Linked DNA regions of Anser cygnoides: region 2 is linked to region 1. Evidence: chromatin contacts called from public Hi-C data. All regions are on one chromosome and are shown on one strand. The core of a region is the stretch at or near the end of the contact, and the rest is flanking DNA. Distances in the headings are between cores, read along the strand shown.

Evidence for each region. A called contact is a pair of places that touch in the nucleus more often than the background predicts.
Region 2: a Hi-C map of liver shows a contact between it and region 1, with 5 times the contacts expected there. The contact joins two enhancer-like sites. A contact is called at or near these places in 2 of 7 Hi-C or Micro-C datasets (both in liver).

What each region holds. Positions count from the first base shown.
Region 1 is chr4:15,446,231-15,452,994 of Taihu_goose_T2T_genome, reverse strand. No RefSeq gene overlaps it. Among named protein-coding and RNA genes, the nearest start is that of CPEB2, 130 kb to the left of the region's middle. Within about 2 kb of position 3,269, at least 1 of the 3 cell types and tissues checked has open chromatin away from gene starts, as enhancers often do. A contact at or near this core is called in liver, where this site is marked.
Region 2 is chr4:15,518,443-15,525,206 of Taihu_goose_T2T_genome, reverse strand. No RefSeq gene overlaps it. Among named protein-coding and RNA genes, the nearest start is that of CPEB2, 62 kb to the left of the region's middle. Within about 2 kb of position 2,431, at least 1 of the 3 cell types and tissues checked has open chromatin away from gene starts, as enhancers often do. A contact at or near this core is called in liver, where this site is marked.

The sequences.
Region 1 (6,764 bases), core at 2,020-4,519:
GTTTTTCCCCAAAGACCTCTGATCCAAGACAGAAGTAACAGGTTTATTGTATCAGATATCAAGGAAAGAAAAGATCTTTGTGTGAGAGAATTTTCTTATGTGGTCTCCTTTGGATGTGTTAGCTGTTATGAATTCATGTGTGGTTCACTAGTGATGTCAACAGCAAAACCCATCATCCCCATCTTGGGAATTGTAGAAAATAACCTGCAGCCAGCATGACAAAAATGTAGCATGAGACGAGAGCAAAGACAGAAAACAGAAGTTAAAGAAAGATGAGGCTGCTAATTTTTGTTTCTGTCAGAGGAGTTAAGGAGCAACTATTGTCTGTATTTTCTTTAGCATAAAGTATGGGCTTTCGGTTCCTCACACAAGTAACTGCTCTCTTACTCTCCTGTGTTGGCAGTGTTGCCTTGTATTTTGATTTACTGCTCTTTTTCTCACTGTCACCATGCTGCTGACTTGATCACAGCCTTCAGTTTGGAAATCCTTGCTTTTTACTCATGTCTGACTCTTGTTTACTACACCATTTGTCTTCTACTATATCAGTGCACTCCTTTGTGGACCCTAAGGTGATAATTACATTAGCAGTACTTCATCACAAGCTTGTTAGGCCTCGACAGTTGATTTTGGCTGACTATAATCAGCCTTGTCCCCACTTGTCATTGTCCCTTTGTGCAGTGGTTGCACATGACTTTTTCTACATCAGCAAGTAGTGTGTTCTTTTACTAGTGGATCTGCAGACCAAAAAACTTCCATTGACCTTTGTGCGACATGTAGTTTTGGGGACTTTAATTCAGGCTAGCTCTGGTTAGGTTCTGAGGGCTGAATCATTAGCAGCTGGAGCAGGTCTTTGAGTTTCACTTTGGCTGAAAGGCATCTGGTTTGTGTGCCCTGAGACAGCTCTGCTGCTCCAACCAAAGCACAGTAAGGGGGAGACAGTCAAGAGCTTTGCAAATGCGCTTCTGACCTGAGCTACAATGCTTATGATAGTGCCTGTGCTGCTTGCTGATACACCTGGTGTAGTGCTGCCTCACATGGTCTAAAGTAAGACCTGGGATTTTTATTTTATTTTATTTTATTTTGATTATTGTGTGAGTAAATCCTCTTTCCTCCTGTGGTCATTTAGCAGACAACTAAGCCCCTTTATTTTTAGTGTGCACATCCAGGTAAATCTGATGGGAGGTAATTTGTGTTTATTCCCACTATCTCCATGCAATATCCATCTGGCTTCAGTGGAACATCTCAAAACTAGAATAGTTTGGGTGCTCTTGACCTTTATACCTCTTCAAGATAGTTGAAGCCCTATTTATCTCATTAGGCCTTATTTTGGATGTGAAAAAAAAAAAAATCACATACTTACACTTCCTCTTTCTCTCCTTTTTGTATATGCCAAAGAACTTGATCGGGGTTGCTGAAGTCCATGCTCATTTTCTGTGATGTGTCTGTCATCTTGCACTGTGCATGTATTAAAGAAAAAAAAAAAAAGTAATTCTGTCAGTGAGTGTAAATTTAAGTTAAAATACTGGTCTTTACTGAAAGATCACACACATTAGGTAAGAATAGGGATGGCTGAGACAGCTGATGAGTAATATTGTGTTTGAAGAAATGATCCATTTATTTGACAGGAGATTTGACAGAATTCAAGGCAAGGGAAGAATCTACTTTTTGCAGCTGCTGCAACCACTATTTTCTGGAAGTAGAGCTGGAAGTGTAAGAGTTGAGAAAACAGGTTGTAGTGGATTTTGCATCCACCAGCCATGAGCTCAGGTTTTGGGAGTGGAGGTATATCCCAAATGAATCTCTCATTCCCTCAGGCGTCGGGCCATCTATATACAGAATGTAGTTCATTGGGGCCTTAATTCATATCAGAGCTCCCACATACTCACTCAGTACGTAAAAAGCTGTAAAAAGGAAGGCACCCAGAGATGCAGTATTTGCTCACTCTACTCCGATTCTCAATATGACCTTGCGCAAAACATATGCTAGTTGATTTTAGGTAAAATGTTATTTTAATAAAATGTGGCATCACAACTATAAACTCTTCCTTAATTTCCTTCTTCCCCATGTATTTCTGCTCTTTTATTTCATGTGGGTCTTTCATGGAATGTCCCTTATTTAATTTACTAAATTCTGTGCTTTTTTCTCTGATTTTTTTCTGAAATTATGCTCTTCTCTTTGCAGTGTATGTCAAGAGCAGATGAAATGACAATACTTTTTTTTTTTTTCTAACACAAGCCTATTTTTATGAAGATCCATAAATAATTTCTTATAAACACCGTGGAAAACTCTTGTTGACTGCACAGGAGACATGTTTACAAATAGATTGAAAGCATAAACAATGCATTATCATTGTTTCAAATCAAAAGAAAGCACAAAACTAAGTGAAAAAAATATAAACATTAGGCATCTCAAAAGTCTCTTGAAAAGCTGGAAATTAACAGCCGGATAGTCAGCTAGGAAAAATGGACATAACACCACTGATGTTGCTGAAAGTACAGCAATTTATACCAGACTATGTCCTGGCCTTGTGATTTTTATTCTGCATAATTTTTGTCATCTATCTCCATTAATGTTAATGGAAAATGGACATTTCAAGCAGTCAGGAGTAGCCAAAGAGGTGCATTCATTGTTATAACTGATAAATTAGTGTCTTTGTTCAAACAACTCACATTTACATTCAGTGTTAGAGGAGGAAAAGCTCCTTAAAAATTTATAAGCTGACTATGCAGGTTAACTTAAATGTGCAGTTGTACAGTGTTGACTCAGAGTTAAATTTAGGAGCACTTTGCTAAACTAGGGGAAAGTAGAGCGTTTGTTCGACATCACAGACTTGCAAATGGTTGAGCTAAATATAATGGTGACTATTCAGTCACAGGTCAGGCACAGACAGAGTGCTTAGAGTGCTTTCCATGCATTGATTGGTCTAATTTTGGAGATCATTTTGTGTTTTATTCAAAACTAGACAAGGCTGTGAGAAAAACATGGACTTATGGGATACAGGGTAAGGCATAAATAGAGCAAGCCTGATGTTCTGCTTCTTTTTGTATGCCTTATGCAGTCACTGCTGGAAAGAGCAGGAAGCTATCCTGGGACAGATCCTTTCTAAGCTACCTTTGAGTTACTCTGTAGAACTATGTTTGGCATCCCCAGACACTATCCTTGCCTGTCTGGGGACTGACCTCAGAGTGATTTTACTGTTTATCATTTATTTGTCCAGAGGAGTCCCAATGCTCTTTGCAAATAAAGACCTGGACTTTCAAACCCAGACTTGTGCTGCGTGAGTAACTGTGTAATTAATGTGTGTAAATGCCCAGTGTGCTCACATAAATCAGTTGCTTCTATCCACGTGTGACCAGGTAGCTGCCTACTGGCTATGTTCCTGTACAAATACCTTATTTAGATACAAACATTAGGCGTCCATGACACGTGGACATACAGGTAGGTATCTGTATGACTTTAAACTGATTAATGGAAAATATATTTTTTCACCCTGCATTTGTTTCATGTTCTTCCTCCAAACCTGTCCCTGGACATAAAAGACTCTGAATTGTCCATCAAGTCTCAACCATAAATTCATGGTTTGTGATTTCCTATGCTGAGCTTGTGCTTCCATGTCCCCTATCCGAACCTTCAACACAACAGGTCTTCGGGGTGCCCTCAGGACCACTGGTAGCTTGCTGTACTGATACAGCTACCAAGTCCAAAGTGCCCTCAAGAGGAATGAGAAGAACTTTTGCTGTTTTACCAGTTTGAATTTTCTGGCAAAAATTTAATTCATTTCTGCCACTTTCCATTTGTCGTGGAAAAAAAAAGTTGAGTATTACTGAGTAGTGACAGCTACATATATAGAAAAGACATTCTATGGATATAGAAAAGACAGTGTCATCTGTGGACTGAACATCCAATCTAAGGAGCTTCACAGGCTAGTCCCTGAGATTAATATAGATTAAGTTTGATGGGAATAAAAAGAAATCCAATAAACAAAACCAAGACAAAATCTGAAGACTCTTCCTCAGCCCTTTTGATGGGTCTTTTTGACAGTGTGCATTACTGGGTTAAAGAGTTCCATGCATTCTTCAGTTAACCGACTTCATTTCGGAATGCCATTCAACCAGATCTGGAGAAAATTTTAAACAGAACATGGTCATCTAATACCTGTGCATTTAGAGCATCAACTAGCTTTAGAGTCATCAAGAAATGAGATGAATTAATCTGCATATGTAACTTGCAAAGGAATGATCACTCCTGACTAAGTACAGGATGCACCTGATATGTTATGAGAATGGCTGCAGAGCCCTTTTTGAATTTATTATTTAGCCGATGACTTGCTGACATCTGTATCTGCACAATTTGTTATGAATAATTTAAACTATAGAGAGCAGAAATTGTGACTGAATTAAAAGACCAAAAACCTGCTTGAAAATGCTTTCATGATCCTTTTTCTTGCTTAAAACTTGAAGATCAAACAAGAAAAAAAATGCAGTTTAGTGTTACTACACACCGTACAAGGAACCAGCAGAGTTGCAGAGTTGAGCTCATTGGATATATCCACTTTAAATGGCATCTCTTTGTAGTCAGGAAAAAAACTTCAGACATTAATAGGAAAATATTAAACATTTATTTTGTATGTTTTGACTTGTCTTCACAAGATCACTCTGCAAGCGATTTATGTTGCTAGATAGGCTTCATTCCACCATTGTGTACAAATTACTTGTTGCTCACATAATCCTGTTTTTCTGTTTACTTTTCAAACCAGGCTCAAAAGAAAAGGTAGGCAGCTTAAAAGAGTCCAGAGCAATGTTGGGATATATGGCGTTTTTTTTGTTTGTTTGTTTGTTTGTTTTTAAGTTTTCTAAATTATATCACTGTTTGAGCTCTAATACTCTCTTAAGAGAGTTCAAGATTTCTGCTGCAAGGTTTGTTGTGATAAGAAAGATCAAATTTGGAGTTTATTTTGCAAGTTAATAGGCTGTGGGGGGCAAAGGAATAATATTGTCTCTCTCCTCTCTGAAGCACCATATCCTGGTGGCAGCAGATGGTTGGATGCTGGGATCAATGAAATGATGTTCCCTTTCACCCTGGTAATTGTAGCATTCCTGGCTGTTTTCTATGTTCATGATCATGGGTGACTTCCATATAATTGAACAGAAAAAGGTCTGAGAAGGTGTATTTTCTGCACAGTAATTAAGACAAGTATAGTCCTTGGAAAAGTACACATGCACGAAGTTTTAATTCATTGAGATCTTTGAGTTCATTGAGTTGACTGCTAGACAAGATGTGGTTGTCTTTGTTCTTAGCAGCAAGAAGACATTCTTTGCTGGTGTACTGGATGAGTGAATTGCATTTGTGCAGCCCATCTCCTCCTGGTTCAAGAGGTTACTGTCATCAGAGTGAGAGAGCTTCACTTCTGGGGGTGGGTAAGCAGCTGGGAACGCTCCGAAGAGAGAAGTGCTTATCTGGTAGATGGCTATTTGCAGACAGCCAACCTTTTTAACTAGCTTACAGGTGTTTTGAAGGTTTTTTAATTGATTTAATCTGACCTATTTGATCTATGATGAGCAAGTTGGTATAGACTGAATATTTACTCCTTTCTTTCCTCGGGACAGTCAGTACTCAGCAACTGTTCAACAGTGTGTATTTAATCCCCCTGGAAGGCTGTCCAGTCATAAATGTCTCTAGATTTCTGAGCCTGGAGTTTGAAAAAGAAGTCAACGTATTCCACATTGCTCACAGTGCCCTGTGGTTGTAGGAAGTAGCCAGGATGTGTTTCCTGAGTGTGCTGTGCTCAGGTAGAGAAGTCAGATAGGCAAATGGCCGTGACTCAGCTAGCAGTGAATTAAACAGCTCCCAAACAGCACTCACCCTCCTGAAACTGAGCACTCACTCAAACAGTGACTGAAAATGTGTGTAAACGATAGTTATTTCACTCCACCACTGCTAGCCCAGGACCGGGAAAGACAATGAATGAGGGTGCTTGTAGAGCCATAAAATTTCTGATTTGTTGACTTCATGTTCTGCAACAGCGCTTCAAAGCCTTTTTTTTTTTTTTTTATGAATTTATTGTTTGTAAAATTTTCTGTGTAACTATGATTTCTTCTAGAACACTATCAAGAAGACCTGTAAGCTGTTTCCTGACAGGAAATGGAGAGGGGAGAGAAAATGAACTGTTAACAAGTATTCTGCCTGCTGCCTGAATTGCCTTAATTCATGAAGGGACATAAAGTTTAGACACAAATTTATGGTGTCTTAACCTTGGGAATGGCTCGGTTATTTAATGACATGTTTGTGCTCACACAAGCATAGATCTGGGCTGAACCAGAGCACCAGGCTGGAGCGCTGCCATGGATGGATACAGGCTCTTGAAGAAGAACAAGCCCAGGGGACAGCAGGGAGTTGTGCTTGCTGTGAGAGAGAAGCAGGAATGCAAAGAGCTCTGCCCTGGGATAGACGAGAGTGCAACAATGTGGATGACTTTGTGGTGGGTGCCTGCTACCAAAAGCCCAGTGAGGAAGAATTAAATGAGCCCTGCTGCAGACAACTGAAAGAAGCCTTATGTCCATAAGTCCTAGTCCTCATGGGGGACTTTAACCACCCTACTATATATGTTCGAAGGGCAACACAGCAGGACCCAAGCAGTCCAGGAGGTTTCTGGTATACATTGATGTTAACTCGTTGATTGATTCAAAAGCTTGGAGCATTGAGAGCATGCCTCATGGGCTTCTCTTGCCCCAATGTGGTGGCTTCACAGCTGTGTGCTTGTTTTC
Region 2 (6,764 bases), core at 1,182-3,681, 73 kb before region 1:
GAAAATTAGAAGCTGGTTGTTAAAAGCCTTCAGGCAAAAAAAGAGCTCTTCCACCTCTCACATGAAGTCTTTAATCACTAGATTACAGGATAAAAGGCAGAGTGGGTGAGGAGGGAGCACTGTGTGTTTTGTGGGAAAGGCCTGTCTTAGGTGTTGAATGCCAAAAGAACATTCATGGTCAAGGAGAAGGAGATAATGTCCATTGGCACGGCATCACCTAGCTCTCTTAAGAGCTTTAACTTTGCATCTTTCCTTGACTTGTCTGAGATAATTCAGGTGTCTTCCTATTCAGTGTGCAAGCTGGAGGATGCCTATGAAGACAAGCTCGGACAGAGATTTCCATCCTGCCTGTGGTCTGAGCTGGCCAGATGAGACCCAGCAGTGATCCAGCGGTGTATACGATGTTAGTGCATTGCTGCACTTCAATCAGTACATCCAGCTGAAAGGCAGGGTGCTTTTGCTGAGGCGAAACACAGTGCTAACATAGCTAAACAGCCTCCGAACCACAACTGGCCTGCATCCAGCCAGTGAAGAGCACAGCCAGAGGAGTCCAGGTCTGCCTACACCTACCTGCATAAGCCCAATTATTAGTTAGTGCCAAATTCTCCACTTGCTCTAAGGAATTTGGGTGCCACAGTGTTAGGCACTGCAGCGTTATGCATTGTATTTTTGGATGCTTGACTTCCAATTGACCTGTAGAGTCAAATCTGACCTGAGTTGGTGTAAAACCTGCACTGGGACTTGCAGAATGTGTGAAGTTCTCTGTCACAGATGTGGTGATCTGTGGCCACAAACAGTCCAGCTTTGGTGCTGGCACTCACCTGAACATTGAATAAATACGCCGACACATAAATCTGTATCATGACTTATGTTCTAATTTATCTGCCACCCTCAAGTATGTTGCTTCCATGAGCAATTGTTCTGATTCATTCAGAGTTTGTTTGACATCAGCTCCTGCAAGTTCAGTTCACTTTAACCAACTCAGGTGTTAAACTGGGGCATAAACATTCCTCAAGAAGGTCGCTGAAACTTTCTTCCTGGCACCCAGAGGCAAGATAAGATCTATATTTAGCACTGTAAAAAAAGTTATTTCCTTGTTTGTTTAATGGAAATTGAATTTGGAAATTGAAGGTAGCAGACATCAGTTCTTTGCAGTTTTTGCTTATTGGAGATTTTGTAGTTCATTTTCACCTTCCTTCAGCCAATGGTATAGTGCCGTGTAGTGTATGAGAGATTCAGGTCAAAGACATGAAAAATATAATATATAACAATTATAAACAACAGGAATTTTGGGTTCATATCCTGCATTTTTGTCTGAGATACCGACATATATAACCAAACTTGCCAAATTCTTCTAAGTAGTGTGTGTGTATGTGGTTTAAAAATGCAAGCAACCCCATCAAAGGGCCTCCAGCTTTTTGATTCTCTGAGAAATGAATAATATTCAGCACATTTTTTGGAAACCGCATTTAAGTCAACCCTGAAAGTGGGGCTGGACATTTAATATTCAGAGAATTTTAACAGCTTCAACATGAACTAGGAAAAAGTAGAGTTGCATTTTGGATCCTGCTGTCTGCCAAAATAATACCCTTGCATATTTTTAATCTTCACAGCACTTTGCAGACAATGAATGGACAGGTTTAGGTGCTTCGGTCTGGAGCTCTGAGCTTGGTGGTTCTTAGTATATGTCACGGCCAAAAAAAATCCTAAGGCTCAAGAAGGTGGGGGTTGCGATGTCAGGCGTTCAGGAGTTAGGAACACGCTGTTATTAAAATCTGCTTGTGCAACTCGGTCAGTGCCCTCATCAAAGGGCCAGACTAGCGCTCTTCCTTGATCCTTCTTTCGGACCAAGTGCAGCTTGGACATGGCCCCGCTGCCTGGAGCGTGCTCGCCCATGTGGGGCCCGTGGCAGGGGAGCAATCCCGGCTCCGGAGCTCAGTGCTCTGGTTTTCCAGGCTGGGTTGCTTGACTGCCTGTTACAGTTTCCACAGGGCTCTAGTTTCACTCAGTGAAGTTTTTTTCATTTCTTTCTTTTTTTTTTTTTTTTTTTTTTTTTGTTATTTTGATATTTTTCTGATGCTACCAAAAATCTTACGGGCACTAATTTGGGCGGCTTCCCTGAGAGCTTGGGCAATCTTATCATTCACATTTTGCAACTGAGGAAATAAAGACAAGCTTGCTTAAAATGTCTTCTGGAGTTCGCTGTCCTTTCCAAGGCACCGAGACCTTGGGTTTTCACAGCGCACAGCATTAAGTCCTGGCATCCTCACCCACACCCGTAGCCACCGCTGAGAAGGTCAAGCCCTGTCTGATGGGCACGACGCTAGGAACAGGCCATGGTTGAGCAGTCATTCTCATGTGACTTAGTCTCAGGACATTGTCCGGTATCTGAATGGGTCCCCTGGCACACACTCAGAGAGACTCGTATCTAAATGACATTTCTTTTTAAGCAATGAAAGTATTCTTCCTCTTCCTGCAATCTCCCGCATTGTTCCCCTCTCCGTTTCTGCGGCGAATGTGGGAAGCCTGCCACAGACAACATCTGAATTCAGTGCATAGACCAGCTCCTTCCAGGTACACCAACTGAGGCACTGATTGTATTTGAACTGAAATAGCATGTGACTGACCAGCCTTAATTCTGCGTTTCCTATCTTTGGAGAGTTTGACTTGGCAGTCCTGCCAGTGCTATTGTGCAATAACTTATAAACATGCTGGTAGATTAAGTGGAGAATATTTGGAGAGGGATGTGGATGTGTTTGTGTTCCTGAAGCTAACAGCCCAAACACCCCATGAGGTAAGTGCTCAAGTACCCTCTTTTTACAGAGGAGGAAGAGGGTGTGTGGGCTGATAACGTGACAGGAGGCCAATGGCTGGCTTCTCAGCTCTGCTCAGCTCCTGCTTCCAGTACTTAAAGGCAACGCGGGCAGTTCCCAGCCCTGGATCTGGCATCCTAAAGCTTCTCAGCTACTGCTACGGAGCAGAGATTTTGCTGCCAGGGGAGGGCAGGTTGGGCACCCCATCCTCTGCTCATTCCCTGTGGAGGGGAGTGGGAATACCACTGCACCAGCTGCTCCAGTCTGTGGTAGCAGAAGACCTCTTCTTTTGTTGGGAATCCTGGGCTGGGCTGTGAAGGTTTGATTAGCTGTGTGATCGGGGTGAAGATCTGACCCCAAAGCTCTTGGCTCACAGGTCTGTGCTTTGATCATTGGAGTATAGAGTTATGCAAATGGGGGAATGGGGAAAAGAAAGTTTTTATTATTTTTTTAATCTTTTTCTGTGTTAGCAGAAGGAAATGGAAAAGAGAGGTAATCTTTTCTCCTTTAATTGTCTGGTCCTGCTCTATTGAACTTGATGGCTATTCCCATATACTGCTCAATGGGAGCAGGCTTGGCAATGACTGCTTCCCATTAGAATATCATGGCCTCAGTGGATTTCGATAGCTTTCTGTGGGGATGTGTCTGTCTCCTTGGTGTGATCTTGCAGGCTGCTTGTGATATGGAAGAGAAAAAAGAGAAATAATGAGAAAATAATAACCTTTCTGCCCACATCAGGAAAGAGCCACCACAGGCTGCTGGTCCCTGGTGCATGCAGGATGTTTTCAGGACCTGGTTTGTCCCCTGAGGCTGGGCAGAAGGTTTGGAGAGGTCCAGATCCCCCTGTGAGCAGGGGTTACCACTGCATGCAGCCCCGGGGCAGGCAGGGGAGTTTCTCTGCTCAGAGAAATTTGCTGTCTCCAGCCAATAGGGCACTCTTCAGATGTTGTAGTACTGATGTAGAGTTTGTCTGGCCTAACAGGAAAGGATTTTAGCTTTAAAAATGCTCTCAGGTCCTCTGCGTTTAGCTCTTGTCAGCACACAAAAGTCTTCACAAGAACAGCTCGGAAGTCTAACGGATACGGAAAGTCAGAGGGCCAGAGGTAGAGACAGCTTTTGTGGTGTGTGACCTGCTGGTTGAGGTCCCCATGCTTCAGCTCCTAGCCTGCCTTTTCCTCTTCTGCTCCCCCTCTCCCTTTGCCAGCACACTGTGCCGCTCAGCAGGTACTAACTATGCTTTTCTCTCAAGTGGACAAATCAACGGATATAATTAGATTGAACTAAGCCTGACCCAGATTCAGTTTGGATTTTTTTTTTTTTTGTCAGGTGAGGAAACCCATCTTTTCTCTTCTTCTTTTTGTTTTCTTTTCCCTTATTCCAATCGGCCTAATAAAAGCTATTGCTTCTCTCTACAGACTTCACCTCCTTGTTAACCCAAGTGTCTCATTGCTACAAAGAGTAATAATACTGTAATCCTTCATGGTGTTTCAACTCCAGTAACACAGGCTACATTTTTCAACAAATGCCAGCACTTTGCTTCTCAATATTGAATGCTTAGTTTAGCTTTCCAGTTATAACCAACCACTACCATGGCACATTGTGTACCAGTTTGTCCAAAGACATCCTCTGAAAGAAGCTGAACAGTGCCCCAGGAAGCACTGCAAATAACAGGGAAATGCCCCAGAGACACCAGAGAGCTGTATACCAGGAGAAAAGCCTGGGCTAAAGAGTCAGGAAGAAGCACCTGGGTTTACCTTGGGGTGGAGATGTCTTCAAACCCCAGGACCAAGGGAGTCTCTTGCTAGGCTTGTCCAGGTTTGGTCTCCTCTGTGCTGAAACCTGAGAGATGCTGGAACCTGAGCCTGCACTGGGTTTATGATGGAGAGATGGTGCTTTTCACTGGACAGGTTGGTAGAAAGCCCTGGAAGTGAGGTGAATTCAGGTAGGTGCTATCTCAGTGTTAAAAGGCTGGGTCTCACCTTCTCGCATGCATGTGTAGACCATGTTTTTTAGCGAAAACCATCTTGTCTCAGCCTCCTCTCTCTGGTTTGTCCCAGCAGGGTGCCTACCCTCAGTGACAGCAAACGGGTTCCAGGTTTCATTTCCCTGTGTGTGCCTCCTCTGGGGGATTTCATTCACATTTGTTAAATGGGGAGATATTTTTGAGGGAGATTATTGCTAAGTGCTGTTGTGGACTTTGATTTCCCTGCCTTTTGCCTACTGCAGTTTCTACCTTTAATTATAATAATTATTATTTTTCTTTTACCATACATTTTCTGCAGATGACTATTTTGGTTTTCAGTTTGTTCATTCTTGAAGGCCCTAGGGTTGCACATTAATATCATTTACTTGACCACTGGATGGGGACACTGAGCTCCACAGACCTCAGGTAGCTCCACAAGGCTCCACCTGTTGACCTGGAGCTGCAGAAGCAATGAGAGACCCCAGGGCAGGTGCATGAAAGCTGCTTCGGGGAAGTGGTGAGCAAGTTCTGTTACACAGTGGCTTTAGAGGTCCTCCAGCAAACACCTCCAAGCATGGGGTAAGTCTGGGCTCTTTCTGTCAGTTCCTCAAATCATCTGTCCACTGGAAAGCTTGGAGAAATGGAGGGGGACTGGAGAGGGGCAGAGGTGTGAGACCTTCCCTCACTGCCTATCTTCTAATCTCATCCCTCTTTGCTGGGGATTACATCTGAAGGACTGCTCTGATCCTTTGATCTTTCCATGCAGTGAGCCTGCCTCGAGAAGAGGCCCCCACCACGCTGGAGCTTCCAGCTGTATCTGTGAAGTGAGGCAAGAAGTTAAGTACAATATCAACAGCTTTATTTATTTATTTTCTTAGCGATTTGTGCTATTTTTAAAAGACCAAGATCAATCTATGCCTCAAACAGAGTTTCTGCGATTTATCTATTTACGCTGTCAGTACAGACAGTATGTAAAGTGCCCATTGTCTGCATTAGCTCCTCCTGCCTTTCATCTCATCTGCATCAGGAGAGTTTTGTTGCTGTGGTTTTCCTCCATTTTGTGGACAGTGCTGGATGTTGAAGGGATGAGATTCCCTCTAATTAGAGGCAGTGATGTTTAGGCAATTCAGATCATCATCAAAAAACAGAGAAAGAATGGGACTGAAAAGCAGACATTTTAGCCAGAAAGATCCACGCATTTAAAATCCTGAGGCTCATTCTTGCTTATTAAAGCTCAGACATGACGCCTGAGGGACTAGCGATTTTTTATTCTTTTTTTTTTTTTTTTTTTTTTTTACATAGAAGATGTAAAATGAAGCTGTAGTTACATTTAACGATCAACGACATAAAACTACAACTCCGTGCTATGGCTAGAGCATTAGGGGAATACGTCCGCTGACCACCAGAAGCAGCTGGGCAGGCTTTGTGCAGATTCACTGGTACCTGGTGGCACGGCGCTGCTGTTGAACAACCAATTCCTCCGCGCTCCTTCAGCCCTTAGGGCAGATTTGTGCCGTCTCCTATTAATGCCTAGCAGATGTTCAGGCGATGTGGATGCCCGGCAGAGTGACCTTGTGTGGAGAGGAGGTGGTGCCACCCAGGACCACGGCTCTGCCATGAGGATGAACGAGGCTGTGGTCTGAAAGGGAAAGGTGCGCGTGTCTGGTGCACAGAGCGTCCCTGACAAATAGTCGTAACCTTTAAGGGAAGCTGTGTAAATGATCCTTGTCAATACTACCATTAGATTAGTGAGGGATACTGACTACTCCAGGGCTATGAACTGCCTTGCAGTCACTTAATAGAGCTCGTTGGTAGTAAACTGACTCGGTGATTTGCTTTTCATCAGCTCCAAGGGTTGACTTTTCAGCCTCCTCTGTTCAAATGGCGTGTGTTAGTTTGCACCAGCTAGGTAAAACATCAGACACCAGCACAAAGAAAACAGGCTGATAACAGCTAGGCAGCTGCCTGTGAGTTGTAAGTAATGCTGG